Linked DNA regions of Siniperca chuatsi: region 2 is linked to region 1. The links are chromatin contacts, called in public Hi-C maps. All regions are on one chromosome and are shown on one strand. The core of a region is the stretch at or near the end of the contact, and the rest is flanking DNA. Distances in the headings are between cores, read along the strand shown.

Region 1 (4,855 bases), core at 1,787-4,286:
GACTTGTAAGAGTATTTTTACATTGCTGTATTGGCACTTTTACTTAAGTAAAGGATCTGAGTACTTCTTCCACTGCTAATGATGTGTCCCAAATCCATACTACATATGAACTGCATACTCATTGGCATAGTATGTTTTAGCAGCTAGTGTACAAAAAATCAACATACTTTACTGTTTTATACTAAGAGGAAATTATGCAATACATATCAGACATAAATCAAACTGCGACTCCGGAATGTCGCTGCCAATTAGACTTAGACAAGAATTAATACTAATTGTTTTGTTTTCAAATATCTTTCTGGAACTGTCTTACAACCACCCAAAATGTATTTTTTCCCACCTGCTAGCAACTCCACAAAAGACTCAGAGCCTGCTTAGAATTAGTTTGTAGTATGGATTTGGGTCATGCTTACCATCTCAACCTCATGTACAACCACCTGTTATCGTGTGACCAAAGTTCCATGCTTAGGTGACGAGATGAGACCTGAGTTATTATCTCCATAACAACTGAGCAAACTCCATCTGCTGATGTAGACTAGGGGAGACGACATCAGATCCAATACCAAGTAATACCAGGTCCAGAATCATCACACCAATACTGATATTGATACCAATACTTTGTATTATTGAAAACAGCTAATGTACTATCATGTTTAATATTGTGAGTGATTTGCCAAACATTGTAGGGGGGGAGCACAATGCAAATTCCACAATCACAGATCCAGACTCTGCAGCTCAGGAGGCAGAAATACCTGAAAGTGACAGGAGAGAGGAGAGAGACGAGACAGCACAAAACTCTGAGAGAGAGAACATGTCGAGTTAGTCGTTAGCAGTGAGCCTGCAGCACTATTAACAAGATGATCAATCTGGGAGGAGCTGAAACTAGCATAGGAGTCCTCTGTTATATTCAGACATAACACTGAATTAAATGCAGATGGGATCGCTTCCTTAAGTTTAGCTACAGCACTATCAGATAGACATCTGGTGTAGGAGTTTTTGCCTAATGGTGTGTAGTCCAGTAATAGGAGTTCAAAATGGATTAAATAATGGTCCGATAATGAAGGATTATGTGGAAAGACTATTAAATGTTCGATTTCAATGCCATATACCAGATTGCCCGGAGCTGCCGGGAGACGGCTAACAGGAGCTACCTCTGGTCGGTCCGCACCGGCTACTGGAGGCTGGCTAACTACAGTAGTTCCCATGGTGCGGAACAGCGTTTCCAATTCACATTCCAAGTTTCGCATATAAACTACATTTATTACATGTACCATTATCACTAAAGGAGGCAGAGGAATAGCTAAACATTAGACACACCGAGCAAGAGAGAGCAGGAGAGTGAGAGGAGAGAGAGAAGCCATTGCTAGCTGCTAAGCTACAGAACGGCAGCTAGCAAAAATGAATTTATAGCAGATAGTTAGTCACTGTAATGAAGAATCGAACAAAATTAACTGATGCGCTAGAGCAGCTGTCGCTAGTATCGATACTCAAAACAAGACTTAGTATTGGTAGCATCAATACTGTGCAACCCTAATGAAGACTGTGTAGTCCATGAAAGCTCCAGAAAAAGCTAGTAAGGGGAAGTTGAGTGTGATTTTTTTCCCTTCTTGTCAAAGGCCCTCATTACACAGTGGTTCTCAAACGGTGGGGCAGAGCCCGGGCGTACAGCCACTGTAGGGGGAGCATGCATGACCAGGGAGAAAAATGTTTATTGGAAATAAAACAAACTGTATAGATTTAAATTACAGTCTGAAACTTATTGTTTCCATTGTAATTCTTGGAGGAAAACAATCAAGACTAGAGTCTCTTTCTTTCAGTTAGATACGTTTTTTTCTGACTTTACTGGATGGTGTCGATCTCATCAACAAAACCAAAAACAGCAGTGGGTGGTGGGACCTTGTGTTTATGACAATGCGGTTCGGCGGGTTTTTGACAGGCTCGAGAGGTGCCTCACATTCTCAGCTCCAATTCCAGACGTATGGTAGTAGGTCAACGCTGCTGCCTCTAGATGGAGCCCCTGTGTAGCATTTTCAACGAGGAAGCGCTGAGAAGAAATTCATTTGTATCAAGTTAGACACCGCATACCAAGAAAACAACGGATGTTAAGTTATTTTACCTCCAAAATAAAATAAAATAAAGTATTTGAGTTTGCCACATGGAGAAAAGTGTTTGGTACATCATTTAGTGACCAAGTACCAGGTAAATAACATGATTAAAAATAAAATTAATTTTAAATATTTATATATACATAGTAGTGCACAAGCTCAAAGTACGCAATTGTACAAAACTTTTACGTCCACGTGATTATACATTTTATTTGAAGATGTATTTTTCCGTAGTTGACAACATGATATAACGATGATGAAGATGAATACATTTTGAATATTAGTGTCTTTTTATAACTGCTTTTCAATATAATATAAGTAAGGAATATGGAATGCATGCATTTTCTTGAATGTGTTTGACTTGGAAATAAAGATCTTGAACTTCTGTATAAAATGTTAACAATAGCAGATTCTAATAGTGTTACTTACGTAATCAGCATTAAACTCATCATGATACAGCTGTGGTAGAGAACTACAAAATATGTTCCACCATGATAAGTACATTTATAATTCTCAGGTCCATGTAAAAAAACAAAGTTGAGGTGCTCTAAAGGTAAAAACCTCTGACTCGATCGATAAAAAGTTGACTAGTTTTCATTTTGTCAGATGTTCCTGATACTTTTCTGTGGGCAACACACTCTTCCTTTAATGTTATATTTAGTTTTGCAGCATTTTAAATTACCAAAAAAAAGTAGCAAAATGAATTTTAAACAAACATAACTTGTGTATTTTACACGATAGAAGGCTTTACAAGGGGCTTGACAAAAACACAAAGGAAGAACAAAGTTCAGATTTCCCCTTAAAATATATCCCAAATTCAACTAAATGTGCCTAAGAGACAGACCATAGAAAATGCGTGTTATTTAGGGTTTTATTTTGAAATTTCACCACCGGATGAGTGATAGTCTATAATTGGTCTCTCTTGACTGCGGCCAACTAATGCTAGTGTCAGTGTCGAGACAAACACAACAGCAGGTCGCGACGTCCCAGTCAACTCCAGGAGTAACCGGGGTCTGCGAACAGAATCCGGCAAGAGCGGCGTTCACGAGTCATTACTAAATCGTCCCTAAGTTTGCTTTTGTTTTCTACTCCAAAACGCGACAAGTGGCACTTTGGGACACAGGGGAAAGGATTTGTGGAGAGTATTAAAGCGACTGAGGCTTTCAGTTTCCCAAGTCGATCTCCTCTGCTCACCTTAACATGGCTTCAACGACCTGCACCAGGTTTACCGATGAGTACCAGCTGTACGAGGAGCTGGGGAAGTAAGTTCTCTTCATTTTATAACACTTTTTATTCGACATTTTCATTGAAAGTCAAGCTTAATTGCCCTTTGCTTTTATTATTGGTGTTTAGATTGACCGAAACCTCAGAGACCTCCGCCTACCTGTGTCTACCTTGATATGTTGAGTTAGCGGGTGTGGGTAGGACGTCACTCCAACTCCCATTCAGAAATCTTGTACTTGTACCTTGGTTATCAACGAAGGGCGCGAACGTGAAAAATATTAGACTCCTTATTTAACCCCGAGGTCTTATATTTTATACTTCCTTTAATCTCATTTTTCTCTCAACTTTTTGAATCGTTTGTCCCTGCTCGCTAACGCCCATTAGCGTGTATTTTGGAGGAAGAATGATTTGATAATGCCTGGCGTACCAATTGAAAAAAGTTTAAAGTTTTAAAAGAAACACTGCTGAGTGCCTTGGAATGCATGCCGAATATAAAAGTGGCACATGCTAATTTGTCATTAATCTTAAATCATGCTCCAGCGAGCATATACCTCTGGCAACGTGTCAGGCAAGTAAAAATATCAGAAATGTGGATGAAATTTGGTGTTGGTGTTAGGTCAGCGGGGAACCGGTCACCCATCTCGTTCTCAATCAGCTGTGGTGACATAAAGCCCACCTTAAGCTAGACTATGATGAAAACCTTATGTATATAAGAAACTGAATGTGTGTCTTAGTAATTTGGACTGTGTTTGCACAAGTTTCCGCCCTTTTTGCAATATGCGAAGGGTTAATATTAACAGCGCATTCAAATTCACAGCAATTTTGCTTCTCCTACGATGTCAAGGACTGATTTTTGTGCACCTACACGTTACATATACCCAGGGCCGTTAGTTGGAGTTGACCAGGTCTGGGGCTAAGGCCAGCGCCGACATTTTATTGGGTCGTCCCTGCTGTTCTGCCTGCAACACTACTGCCTAAATTACATTTCATTTTTCTGACTACTGCTTTTTGCTGTGTCGGATGCCTGTTCTCTCGTGTTGCTGGCTGACCTGAGAAATGATAACAAATACTAACATTAATAATGACATTTAATATAGGCTACACTAGCTACCTTTCTGAAGACCTAGAGTCTGCTCTGGACTACAGTTCTACTACTTACTAGCGTGCTATTTAGTTTTCACTATATTTTGTGGTGGTCAATGACAAAATGAACAAACTCAAAATTTGTAATACTGCACTCATTACACTCTGAGACGGACGGTGGCCAGTTTGACAGGGAATACAGTACCGAAGTGGTTTTCTAGCCGGGTTTGCCTCCAGGGATCCAGAGGCTGAGTCAGCTAGTTAATAGTTGGCTGCATGGGGCTAACCGAGCTAACTAGCTAACAGCAGCTGACAGTTACACTTAGCAGCAGTTAGTGGTTCTATTAATAATAATAATAATAATAATAATAATAATAATAATAATAATAATAATGGATTACATTTATATAATGTTCGTGTTTTATCTTGATACCCAAAGTGCT
Region 2 (4,356 bases), core at 631-3,130, 210 kb before region 1:
TACTGTTTGTTTAAACAGTGTTAGTGTGCAGCTCCTGGATCACACCTTCCTGTCTTCCTCTGCTGCGGGGCTCTTGCTCAGCGCTCTCTGGGTGCTGCTGATTCTCTTAGTGACCTGGTCCTGGTGTTGTTTCCAGTCCCTAAGAACCTGGTCCAGTCTGGTCCTGGTCCGTCTCAGGTCCAGCTCCAGAGAGTCGAGGACGGCGTGCTCGTCCTGCTTCAGGGTGCATCGCATGCTGTCGAAGCGCTCTCGAACCTGCTGCTTCATCGCCTCTGTGCTCCTCTTCAGGGAGGAACATGGAGGGCACGGGGTCAGATGTTGAATACACACCAAAGGACTTTATATGCTATATGTCATCAGCCTATTTGCAGTGCTCCTTGTTGGTGGTCTGATGTGTGCTTAGTGACTGTTTGAAGTATTGAGCTTGTGCTCCCATACTTACAGACAGATCCGCCTTGCGTTTCTTCAGAGACTGGATGTGCGCCTCGGTCTTGGACCTCTCTGCCTGCAGCTCCTTCATACGTCTGGATAGCTGCTCCTGCAGAGTACGGAGTTACAGCCAGTTACAAGTATTTGCATAAAAGTAGATTATTTGATTATCCAAATAGTTGCTGATTAATGATGTTGATTTACTGATTGATTAATCAACTAATCATGTCTTTTTGCACTTTAAGAAAACAACAGCAAATCCTGTAGACTGAACACAAGAAAATGAAGATTATCTTCATCACCTTGACAATAAATAGCCAGCATAAAGAAACACAAAGCAGATACACGAAACACACACGGGATGTTGCACAGAACGCAGCAGACGTTTCTGGGGACACTTAAAACTGATGAACTAGTAATTAGTAAAAGGCTCACAGTAGTATCCTCATTGGTCTGTTTCTTTACATCTTCACATGAACTATTTCCAACAGCATTTTCATTTTCATTTCTGACTCTGAGTCCATGCAGTTGAGACGGTTTGTGAAATCATTCCCATCACTAAGCTGGGAAAATATCCCGCTCCGTGCGCTTCACCACACTCCCGTTTACCTGCGAGAGCTGTCCAGCTTTGGCTAACTTCCTCTGTAGTTTTGGGGACCGCGGGAAAGGCTGAACAACCCTGTCACCGCTGGAGTCCAGTGGAGTGAAGCGCAGTCCGTCCTGCAGTGCACTGTGGATGCCTGCAGAGGGCGCCGCAAGACCACCCTGTGCCGACTGAGCTGCTGTGGACTGTCCATTACCAACAGATGACGCCTCTTCTTCTGCCATTTTTCTGAGGACTGAACAAAACAACAAACATGTATTAAAGCTCTGCCTGAGCTATTTTCTCCTTTTGCATGGTTCAAAGCATTTTCTGTATATTTGCCTGAGCTGTAGAGGAACCAATTCTTCAGGTTTTTGGGAAGTCTGTGAAAAGCTGTCTGTTCTGAGCCCATGCCAAGCGTTTTGCAAAAACCCCGTCCGGGACTTGGTCTCATTTTCTCAGCAGATTTACTTAAAACCAAACCACTGAAAAACAAAGTCGTTTTCACAGCTTTCTGTAGGTTTAGCATTTAAAATAGCATATTTTGCATATATGCATCTTTCAGTCAGACGGTTCCCTGTTTACTGTGGAATCATTCTTTAGACCTCCACATGCTTTAACAGCAGTATATTCATTATGCATATTCAAATAAAATGCAGACCAAAAAAATTGTATTCTTTTAGCATTATTAAATGTTTTTCTAGCAGTTCTTACCCAAGGTCTCTCTGTGCTGTGTCTCTGCAGTTAGTTTCTGTGAAGAATGTGCAGGGTAGAAATGCAGAGAGGGTGTGTTCCTGTGTTAACAAGCTTGAGCCTGCAGCACACACTCAGATACCTCGTCGTTATCTGGATACACACCTCAGGATCCACTGAGTGTTGGCTAACTTTGTGTGTGCGTACAGTGGATAAGTTCAAACTTGCTCTTGTTTTCCAGCCTGCTGTTATTAGACAAAGGAAACAGAACTAAAGACAATCTGTTGCATTTGAAAGCCGTCTGAATGTTGACTCTATAATGCTGAATAACACGATTTCTGTTTCAGATACGCTCAGTTCTACAGCCCGGATGAATTCTGTCACTACAACATGTTCAACCATCACTTTTTTGATGGAGAGGTAAGAGTTAAGCATTTCTGTTTCATGTGTTTGACTTCCAGGTCAGTATAATAAAGCTCTGTCTCTGGTCAGGCTTCCAGTGCAGTGGTGCGGGCCTTCCTCAGAGAGTGTGACGGGGAGAAGGTGGTGGTGGTGGCTGACCCTCCGTTCGGCGGCCTGGTGAAGCCTCTGGCCAATAGTTTCTCTCAGATCTCACAGACGTGGAGGAAGCTGCAGAGTTCTGGTCGGTGTCACTGTGGAGTTTCAGGTTTTATCCTTTTACATTTGTCATATATTATTTTCAAAGACCGCTCAATTCCCTGGTACATTTAGTTCAGATCTTTGCTGTTCCACAAAACAATTAGGGGCGCCCCCGTAGCTCACCTGGTAAAGTGCGCACCATTAAGGCTGAGTCCTTAATGCAGCGGCCCGGGTTCCATCCTCACGCCTTTCCTGTCGATCTCTGCAGCTATCAAATAAAGGCAAAAATGCCTGAAAATAGAATCTTTAAAAAATACGAAACAATAACACAATAGAGGACATTAAATTGTATATACCATACATAAAATACAATAAGAGAGAGTGGTAGGTTAGAAACATGTCATTTAAATGTTGATCAACACTTTCAAGTAGAATGAATTTATTTTTGGCAGCAGAACAAGCCGTAAACACATAATTGACATATTATCATTGTATAAAGGTTTATTGCGGTAATGTGTTAGCAAACAGTTGCCCATGCACACGTCTCACAGAAGTGAACCAACATTCGCATTAATTTGAGGTCATGTTTGTGTCCAACATTCTCGCTCTCTGTTAGCTCTGTGTTTGGTCTCCACCAACTCCTGAGAAACATAGCTGGCTCTTTAGCAGCTAGATGCTCCACTATGTTCACCAGCGAGTCTCTAACTGTGTCTGTCTGCTGTCTGCTGCTGAGCAGCTCGTGTACAGTGGCTTTATCAGCTGCTGCTGGAAACAAGGCTGATGAGAGCGGTGAACAAAAACAGTACATCTGCGGCCCGTAAAACCAAAACAATGAACTGAAAGAGGCTAAACGGCTCTGTAGAGATGAGGAAAACTGCAGAGTTGGGTAACAATTCTCCGTGGGTTTGTCACTGTATGTGACCCCTTTCACATTACACATTTGATCCATTGTTCGTATAAAAATGTTGACTAGCTTTAACCTCTCATACCACCAAAATGACGTCAAAATACAAAATATTAATGAATGAATATGAATGATTCTGCTACTTCTATTTTAAATTAAGAACCCCAAGTCCAGTGTTTGAAGCTAACATCCATGTGTTTCTGTGTGCAGACAGCGGTAACGCTGACATGCCCATGATGTGGATCTTCCCATATTTCTTTGAGCCTCGCATCCTGGAGTGTCTCCCCTCATTCACCATGTTGGACTACCAGGTATACTGGCAGTGCATCACTTTCAGCTATTGATTCATAAAAGACTTAATTAGCAGATAAATATTGATTAAAAACAGCTTTAGAGACTGTCAGGATTCATGCAGCACAGTACCCATGTGGGATTTAGTTGTACATCTCCAGCACCTTATTTTTCATTTAAACACCTGATCCACAGACTGCAACGCCACAGGGAAATAAATCAGCAGGATGAGGCCGCCGACAGAAAGCGGGACAGTGGTTGCACATGACCAGGAGATAAGATGTAGAGGGAAACTAAAGTTGAATAGGCCTTTTTTCACAGCAGACATTTTGACTTGTCAAACACAGGTGTAACCAAAAACATAATTCAATGCATTGAAACATTACTGAAACAGCCATCGTTAATGTTATCAGTGACACCTGAGCTTTGCCTACTATGACAAAATGTCTGCTGTGGAGACGGTCTGGGGATCGGATCCACTTGGGAACGATGAAGATACAAGAGTGCTCTGATGCTGCAGGGCTGTCAAGATTAAAGGTTCAAGATGGGCAGACTTTTGACATGGAAGAAAAGATGAAAAACTGGTTATTCTCATCAGTCAAATCCAAAATATGACGAAGCCTATCTTCTCTCAAGTTCACGGTTAATATAGCAGGACAGCTTTGTGTCTCATATAAAAGCTGTGGCAGTTCAACTTGCATTTTTCATTTTCCCAGTTTCTTCCATTGCAGGTTGTGTTCTTGATAATGTTATTTAAATCAAATTCAACCTGGCTCTTTTGTTACTACTTTCCCCAGTATTTGTACGAGTCGATAAAGGGTTATGATTATGAATGGGAACGCTGTAGTGGATTTGC

Evidence for each region. Hi-C and Micro-C count contacts between places; a contact is called where the count stands out from the background.
Region 2: a contact with region 1 is called in a Hi-C map of skeletal muscle, with 2.9 times the contacts expected there. The contact joins the promoter of si:dkey-219e21.4 here to the promoter of camk2d1 in region 1. A contact is called at or near these places in 2 of 3 Hi-C or Micro-C datasets (liver and skeletal muscle).

The regions. Positions count from the first base shown.
Region 1 is chrLG22:3,798,963-3,803,817 of ASM2008510v1, reverse strand. camk2d1 (calcium/calmodulin-dependent protein kinase type II delta 1 chain) reads left to right here and starts at 3,036. Exons shown (of 18, transcript XM_044183262.1): 1 at 3,036-3,367. The coding sequence starts at 3,306.
Region 2 is chrLG22:4,011,571-4,015,926 of ASM2008510v1, reverse strand. si:dkey-219e21.4 (E3 ubiquitin-protein ligase TRIM62) reads right to left here and starts at 1,880. Exons shown (of 7, transcript XM_044182839.1): 1 at 1,727-1,880; 2 at 1,039-1,268; 3 at 443-538; 4 at 46-282. The coding sequence starts at 1,257. It overlaps zcchc4 (rRNA N6-adenosine-methyltransferase ZCCHC4), which reads left to right. Exons shown (of 13, transcript XM_044182838.1): 6 at 2,053-2,125; 7 at 2,198-2,348; 8 at 3,420-3,520.